2 separate regions of the Gasterosteus aculeatus genome follow, and region 1 is linked to region 2. Evidence: chromatin contacts called from public Hi-C data. All regions are on one chromosome and are shown on one strand. The core of a region is the stretch at or near the end of the contact, and the rest is flanking DNA. Distances in the headings are between cores, read along the strand shown. Region 1 holds the start of asb10 (ankyrin repeat and SOCS box containing 10). Region 2 overlaps agap3 (ArfGAP with GTPase domain, ankyrin repeat and PH domain 3).

Region 1 (3,584 bases), core at 886-3,385, 51 kb after region 2:
GCTGCAGCAGGAGCCTCAGGCAGTCGGTGAAGCCTCGGCTGGCCGTGATGTGAAGCGGCGTGGTCAGCTCCTGCTCATAACTCAGCGACCAAAGTCCTGCAGAGAGCGAGATGTCAAGTCGACTTTGAGCTCGACCCTTGAGAGCGCTGGAAATAAGCAGATGCGCTGTGCACGTTTTTAATGGTTACATGAGCTAAAGCTTTTTTTGCACTTCCCGTTCCCTGGACTCAAAGTGTTACACCGTTACATACGTCAGAAATCATCCCACTCGTGAATTTTGAAGCATAGTCAACAAGTGGCTAAATTAGACAACGAAACGCCATCACTCCGACTAGTTACCTTTTTACTTCTGCCATGTGTTTTCATGCTTCAAAAATCATTAATGCTTGTTAGCAAAAATTAGCTTGCTGAACAAAACGTTTTAGTATCGTCATCGTGCGATCGGCACAGACCTTCTCTCCGCAATAATCCAACACCGAATGGAAAAATTCCACCGGCTTTTTATCCAGGAAACCTGTGCTCACTCCCGAGTTTGGCCTACAAAATTACGTCATCCATGCAGCACTCTAGAACGCACACAAACCAGAGAGACCGTAAACCGTTTGGCTAAACTTCGGCCAGTTTGATTTAGCTCTGATAAACCCACTCAGGCCCCTGTAGTTAAATCTGAAGTTCTTCCACTCCTCGATGTTGCTGGTGTCGTAAATGGCATCGATGAGGTACTCGTAGTCGTCGTCGTCCACGATGCTGAGAGCCGTCAGCTCATCACCAACAATCAGGGAGTTCCAGAACTGCAGCACGCAACCCGAAGCCTTGGCTGTGGCGATCACATCGCTGCGGTACTTCTTCGGCTTGTGCCACTTTAACGGCGGTGATACGTAGGCCATGCTGGCGCTCACTGGATTGTTTGTTTTTATGGTTTAGCAGGCTGCTTCATCCTGGAGTAAATAACGGCTTGTGATGGTTGTTTGTGCAGACGGGGCTATTTTAGGGAGACGCTATGTGGTATTTTGCTTGACCTGAGGAGCCCTGCCAGTGCAGTGGCATGAGAGCCAATGACTGCGCTGTTTCAGGTCATCTGCCCACTAATTCACTTTGGCCACTGGATACTTTCTCACACTCAAGTAGTTCAGGGGAGATACATCGTTTTTACAATTGAAATGTTTTTTTGCAACATCCAGTGTTGCAAAGGCCCGTTATTATACTTAAACCTTTTTACTATTTTAACTTTTTTTTTTACAGACCATTAATCTGCAGTTACTCAACAATGCAAACCTTGCAATGCAAAACTTAAAGTGTTAGTTAGTTAGTTTTTATGTTTTTGTCTCCGGTCTTCAGTGATGCACCACAACTGACTCCAACTCTTGAGTTTGTTTATGTGGTGGACACATGATGGCAGCTATAAATATCGCCTTGTGCTCTTTTCTATAAATATCCCATCGCTGTGTCTTACATGGCTCAGGAAGCGCCGGTGACATGCGGCTTGCAGTCACATGTTAAAGTTTTAAAGCAGCGATTGACTTTTGTTCATTTTGGATCGCTAATCTCCAGGAAACACAATTAAGAGCCACACTGCTGTGCAAAATCACACATTTTTACCCTACCAGTCAAAAGTTTAGATACACTGAACTTTCTACTGCGGCTGTATTTCTAATGAACAACAAATGTTGTCTCTTACCGTCCCCTGCGGCGACCCAGCGCATGTCCCCTCCCTGTGGCTCGACGATGAGGTTTGCTGTGGATCCTCGGGGAAAGAGGTGCTGCATCGCCTCCAGGTCTCCCGTGTACAGAGCGTTCTGGACGACCGAATCGTGGCAGACAGCTGGTGGCATTAAAGTGCTGGAACTCAGCGGTGCCCTGTCCCTGAGCTCCTTCTTCAGCATATAGCGATTGAAGTGATGGCCGGCCAGCTGTTTCTTGTACTTTTGTCTCTCCAGCACGTCTTCGTCATCTTCGAAAGAGCGCAAGGCCGAGGACGTGAAGACAAAGCTATCTCGTGACATGCTAAGGTCTAAAGAGGATGTGTGGGATTAAATAAGGGACGCCAGCTTAAATAGGCCTGTATCTATGCTTCAGGTGTAGTTTCTTTTTCACCCTGGCTCACGTCCACTATGTGCCTGATGGCTGTGAGTTGCTGTGATATTTTTGGTATGAGACCCTCCCTACAGTGTCACAAGTAACGCTATTTTTATGCCTCACATGCAGACACTTGAGCCTCTCCTTTGCCTCCTGCAAAGTTACAGCCATGAATTGTCTGTCAAGCTGCAGGTATCAATAAACTAGGATACACGCTGTTTTTAGGGGGCGATAGAACATATATTTATGAAATGATGTAGAATCTTTAGACAAGGCTTGATTTCTTCAAAAATATAGATAGCATTACATGTTAAAGTTTGACTTAATATATATATTTTTTTCCCATTACATTTTTGACATTACATATTTAGACTAGATTATGACTTTTTTTGACCTGATATGACTTTTTTTCCATATTTTTTGACCAAACATATTTTGAGTTTTTTTTCAAAACATTTCTTGACCTAATACTTTTTACTTTTATTTCCATATTTTTTGACACAACATATTTTTACTTTTTTCCAAACAACCGAACAAATTTTGACAAAAAAAACATTCTTTTCCATGACATTTTCCAGTGTAACATATTTTGAAATTTTTATTCAACATTTACTTTTTCAATTGATGACATTTTTTAACATTTAAAATAATTGTGACCTAATAATATTTTTTTCCATGATTTTGCCCAACGTATTTGGACTTCTTTTTTTCAAAACATTTATTGGCCTTTTATCTTAAAACTTTTGCCTCCGCTTCACAGAGGAACTTTTTTACAACATTTTTTTGATAGGGTCAAATCCTCACCATGACATTTTTCTTTCAGGAAGAGCAAATGACAATGCCCTCATCGTGTCCCCTTTGCAAAATGTATTTTTCCACTCTGTTTTTTTTTCCGTTCAAGCTGCCTTAATGGATTTTATGTAACCACATGGCTCCCTGCGTTAGAACATTAGGTTGAATGACTGGCGACCGCTGTGTCACTCTGCGCCACGTGTAGCGTTCTGATGGCGGAGGGACGGCGCATAATTAAGCCTGTTAAGCCTACTAGCTTGGCATCTGACAAACATCTCTTTTGACTGATGGACCATCATTTTGCAATGCTGGTAGAAATACTGGTCCTTTAACTCTCCAGAGTGATTCACTTCTCTATTAAAATTTGCTGTATTGGACACACAATGTATAAAATTGTTGATTTTTGAATGTGCGTTCATCCACCTCTGTGTTCGCGTACACCAAAAGGCATGCGAGCGCTGTGGAAAACCAGGTCGGCACCACAGCTGAAGAAATACGTGATATTTATGAAGAGGTGTTACCTTCTTTCCCATTTGAAAACGCAGAAGCATCACTGCCTCTCATCTATACCTTAACGACTGTTCTGGTATGGAAATCAAGGTCATTTATTCTATGTTACAGTTTGGTAATAGATGCCACATTAAACTGAAGGCGAGTAAGAGTTTCAACTTTGAAAACACACATTACCAGAGAGAGACTAGGAATATTGTTTTTGC
Region 2 (3,486 bases), core at 575-3,074:
CCGCCTCCTCCCCCCCTCAAACTCCCATTCAGACCCCCGCCCCCCCCCCCCCCCCCCCCCTCGCTCCACGCTGTACAGTCACGTCGCTCTTGGAACTGTTACCCAGCCGCCCGACGGACTCGACCTTTCCTCACATGACATCACGCTGCCTTTTGCCATAAATGAGGACTCAAGGACTCGAGGTGCCAAGTTGTTGTTGTTGTTGTTGTTGTTGTTGGTGGGTTTTTTTTTTCGTTCTTCCTTTTTCGATTTGCCCGACGTTCTTTGGGTTGGTTTTTTATTTGATTCCTTCTTATTTTCCAGGGAGTGTTGAATGGAATTGAACATGTGGTACTATCACGGAGGTGGGGTTATTTTATGAAGGCCTTCATAAAAACCAGGGTAGCGTGTCGAGGTTACAGAGGGGGAACCGGGTTGCACCGACCTGTGTGAATGTAGTTCAACTTAACATTTGTTTTTCCCTTTTATTTATTTATTTTTGCACCTTCGATTGTCTTTTATTTATTTATTTATTTCCCTTTTCCTCGGGTTTAGGTTTGGTACAAAGATTATGAGCTCTTGCATAATCGCTTTTCTATCATGAACCGATTGACGAAAATATAGACTGCTGTATATCTTGTATTGTATTTTATTTACGATGGTACTCTATACAAAGTACATACATATAAGGAGTATATGAAATAATGCCTTTATTGTTCATCCTATATTTTGTGGGAACTGCAATGTTTGGCTCAATCTGTTGAATATTTTGAAGTGAATTTGTGACTTGCTTTGTATGGTGTCTGTATAGAAGCTAAACAAGTCATCATTAAAAAAAAATAAACTGTTGGAAAAAATATAAACCCCAGAGTTGGTTTACTTGAACTCGGACTCTACCTCTTCTCCATTGGTGACTGGACATCTCTCATGTTCTGAGTGAGACCATACACACTCATGTCTGTCTCTACTTGTATCACAGCGCTTGTTTGTGGGGTGGGAAGCTACTTTCATTTTCAATTTCCATATAAAGTAATATTTACCGTCTAACCACTTTTCTCCCCCCACACACACACACACACACAGACAAACAGGCACGGCCTGAAACTTGAAATGTTCTTGTTCATTAACCTGACCTTTGACCTGTTTGACATTTGCAGAAGTGACTTTGTGTCCCAGCAGGTTTCTGCAGGTTCGGAGGAAGCTTCTCAAACCAAAGTCTCCTGTGAAATAACCCGTTTCCCTTCTCTCCCTTCTAACCTGATGTGAAGTGAAATGTGTTCAACCTGCTGCCAGAGCGCTTGTCAGCGCGACTGCAGTTGGTTCTGCAGGTCCACTAAGGGCCCGATCCGGGTCCCCCCCCCCTCCCTCAGGGGGGGGGGGATCCAGGGCTGAGTCATGACTCAATGTGTGGTCGTCCTTGGTCTCCTCTGTGTTGAGATGTGTCTATCGTGGTCTTGGTTTGGTCTCTTGTTCTGTTGCACGTCGGTGTTACTGCTGTTTGTTCCGCTGGTCTGCTTGTCTGTTGATTTACCAGCTTCTTTTTGAGACTTTTATTTTGCAACGTCGAGTTCCTCCACAAATACTGCAAACGCTCACCTCCCCCCTCTCACCCGCAGTCTCTCTCTCTCTCTCTCACCCACACACACACACACACCATCATGCACAAGCACGCACCCACATCTCACCTCACACACACACACACACACACACACACACGCCTCCCACGCCGCTTCGCCGTCGGTTTGCCGCTTCCGTTGCTGACTGACTTTCTTGTTTTCTTGCAGTCACGGAAAGCCAGTGAACAAGCAAAGAGCGTTGAGAGTAAAACAGACAGCATAGGCAGTGGGAGGGCCATACCTATCAAACAGGTAAGCCGTCCTCCTGTGTGTGTGTGTGTGTGTGTGTGTGTGTGTGTGTGAGCTCATGTGACCACTAGATGGCAACGTGATACAACGTATCGGAGCACGCGGCGCCAGTGAGGGTTTACGCGTGAAGATGTAAAGAAAGCGGCTCCCTATTTGTGTAAATCACTCGAGTTAAAAAGACTAAACGGGCTCATTTCTGAACTCTTACGTTCCAGATCAATTGTGACATTGAAGAGTTCGATTGTTGATGAAAATTGATGAAAAGTCATTTGAAAATTAAATTAAATGTGTGTTTTCACTGTGTGTGTGTGTGTGTGTGTGTGTGTGTGTGTGTGTGTGTGTGTGTACACAAACCCTAACCAACGTTAAAAAGCATTTCTTAAGTATATATAATTATTGTCACGTCCATCAGTTCCAATCCTCCTCTCACAATAATCTGGTTTCACCTTTTGTATAAAACCCCTGTGTCATTGTTTTTATTGCTCATTATTGTGCGTTGGTGGTATTTTTGCATAAAAGTTAATTCAGGCAGCTTAAATCCACTTTGACAGCTACGATTAACCTTGAATTAGATTTCCAATAGACATCATTTTTTTAGGTATTTTTGTAATAACGTTGTGCTACAATAAATACATCAGACTCAGTAACTGATTTTATTCAACGTGGTTACAGATTTTTCCCATCTTGAAGAATTTTTGCTGGTATTTTATTTTATTTCTTTAGCACATTTCCCTTGTACGTATTCAAGCTTGAAAAGGAGCAGTTGTTGAGTGTCGAGCGCTGAATCTCACGGCGAGCGAGGATCCTTTCCCGAAGGTCCCACCAAAGAAGTAATTGACACATTGATTAGTAATCACTTGTGATTATATGAGGGCTTTTGAGGGGTCGGCATCACTATCTTATCCTCTTTACCTGCGGAGGATAATGTCCTTTTTGAAAATGTTGAGCCCGACATCCTCATTTCCTTCGGGAGAAAATTGCCACGGCTTCGGGTCCGGTGGAGATTATGGCACTTGTGGCCCTTCCGAGGCTCCTCGTTCAATCAGAAAATCCGCCCGCGAGGAAACCGACGCGGCACCGACCGCCTCGTCAGTCCGCCGCCGATGCCACGCGTGCATTTCACGCCGTCGCAAAATGAAAATGAACAAATTAGTGTGTGATTTCTCTCGCCCGAAGTCAGCTGGGATTTGAAGGTGGACGGACGGTGTTTGATTCGTGACACAGATGATCCTTATTAAGTGCGATTGTCTGAAGCTGCAGGTGAGCAGCAGCTTGTTGGGGGGGTTTTCTCCCGTTTGCTGTAAACTCCCCCCGATGTTATCCGGTACTTTGGGGGCGGGCGGCTTCTCTAAAGTCCAGAGCCAGTTTCCCTGAGCATCATGGCAACTTTTGGCAAGAGCCCACCCCCTCCTTATCTACAAAGGGTTGATTTCTGGGGGCGGGGGGGGGGGGTTAGTGGTGCTAGTAGCTCATCTCCAGGCCGTCAAATGCACAATCAAGGAGATCAAAGTGTCAATGTGGGCTTAATTACCCCCTCAGCCCATCAGGCCAAATTACAGACCCCCTCCCTGCCCCCCCACCTCTCCCCTTTCTGCTCCCACGCCCCTTCCATCTATAAAAATAGTGAGGCAGGATAACAATA

What was found. A called contact is a pair of places that touch in the nucleus more often than the background predicts.
Region 1: a Hi-C map of whole body shows a contact between it and region 2, with 2.4 times the contacts expected there. The contact joins the promoter of asb10 here to the enhancer-like site in region 2. A contact is called at or near these places in 3 of 6 Hi-C or Micro-C datasets (skeletal muscle and whole body).

Annotation. Positions count from the first base shown.
Region 1 is chr3:18,088,388-18,091,971 of fGasAcu3.hap1.1, forward strand. It overlaps asb10 (ankyrin repeat and SOCS box containing 10), which reads right to left and starts at 2,136. Exons shown (of 5, transcript XM_040172263.2): 1 at 1,679-2,136; 2 at 1-96. The coding sequence starts at 2,003.
Region 2 is chr3:18,037,982-18,041,467 of fGasAcu3.hap1.1, forward strand. agap3 (ArfGAP with GTPase domain, ankyrin repeat and PH domain 3) reads left to right here. Exons shown (of 18, transcript XM_078099935.1): 9 at 1,764-1,847. Among protein-coding and RNA genes, the nearest start is that of LOC120813370, 20 kb to the right of the region's middle. Within about 2 kb of position 1,825, at least 1 of the 9 cell types and tissues checked has open chromatin away from gene starts, as enhancers often do.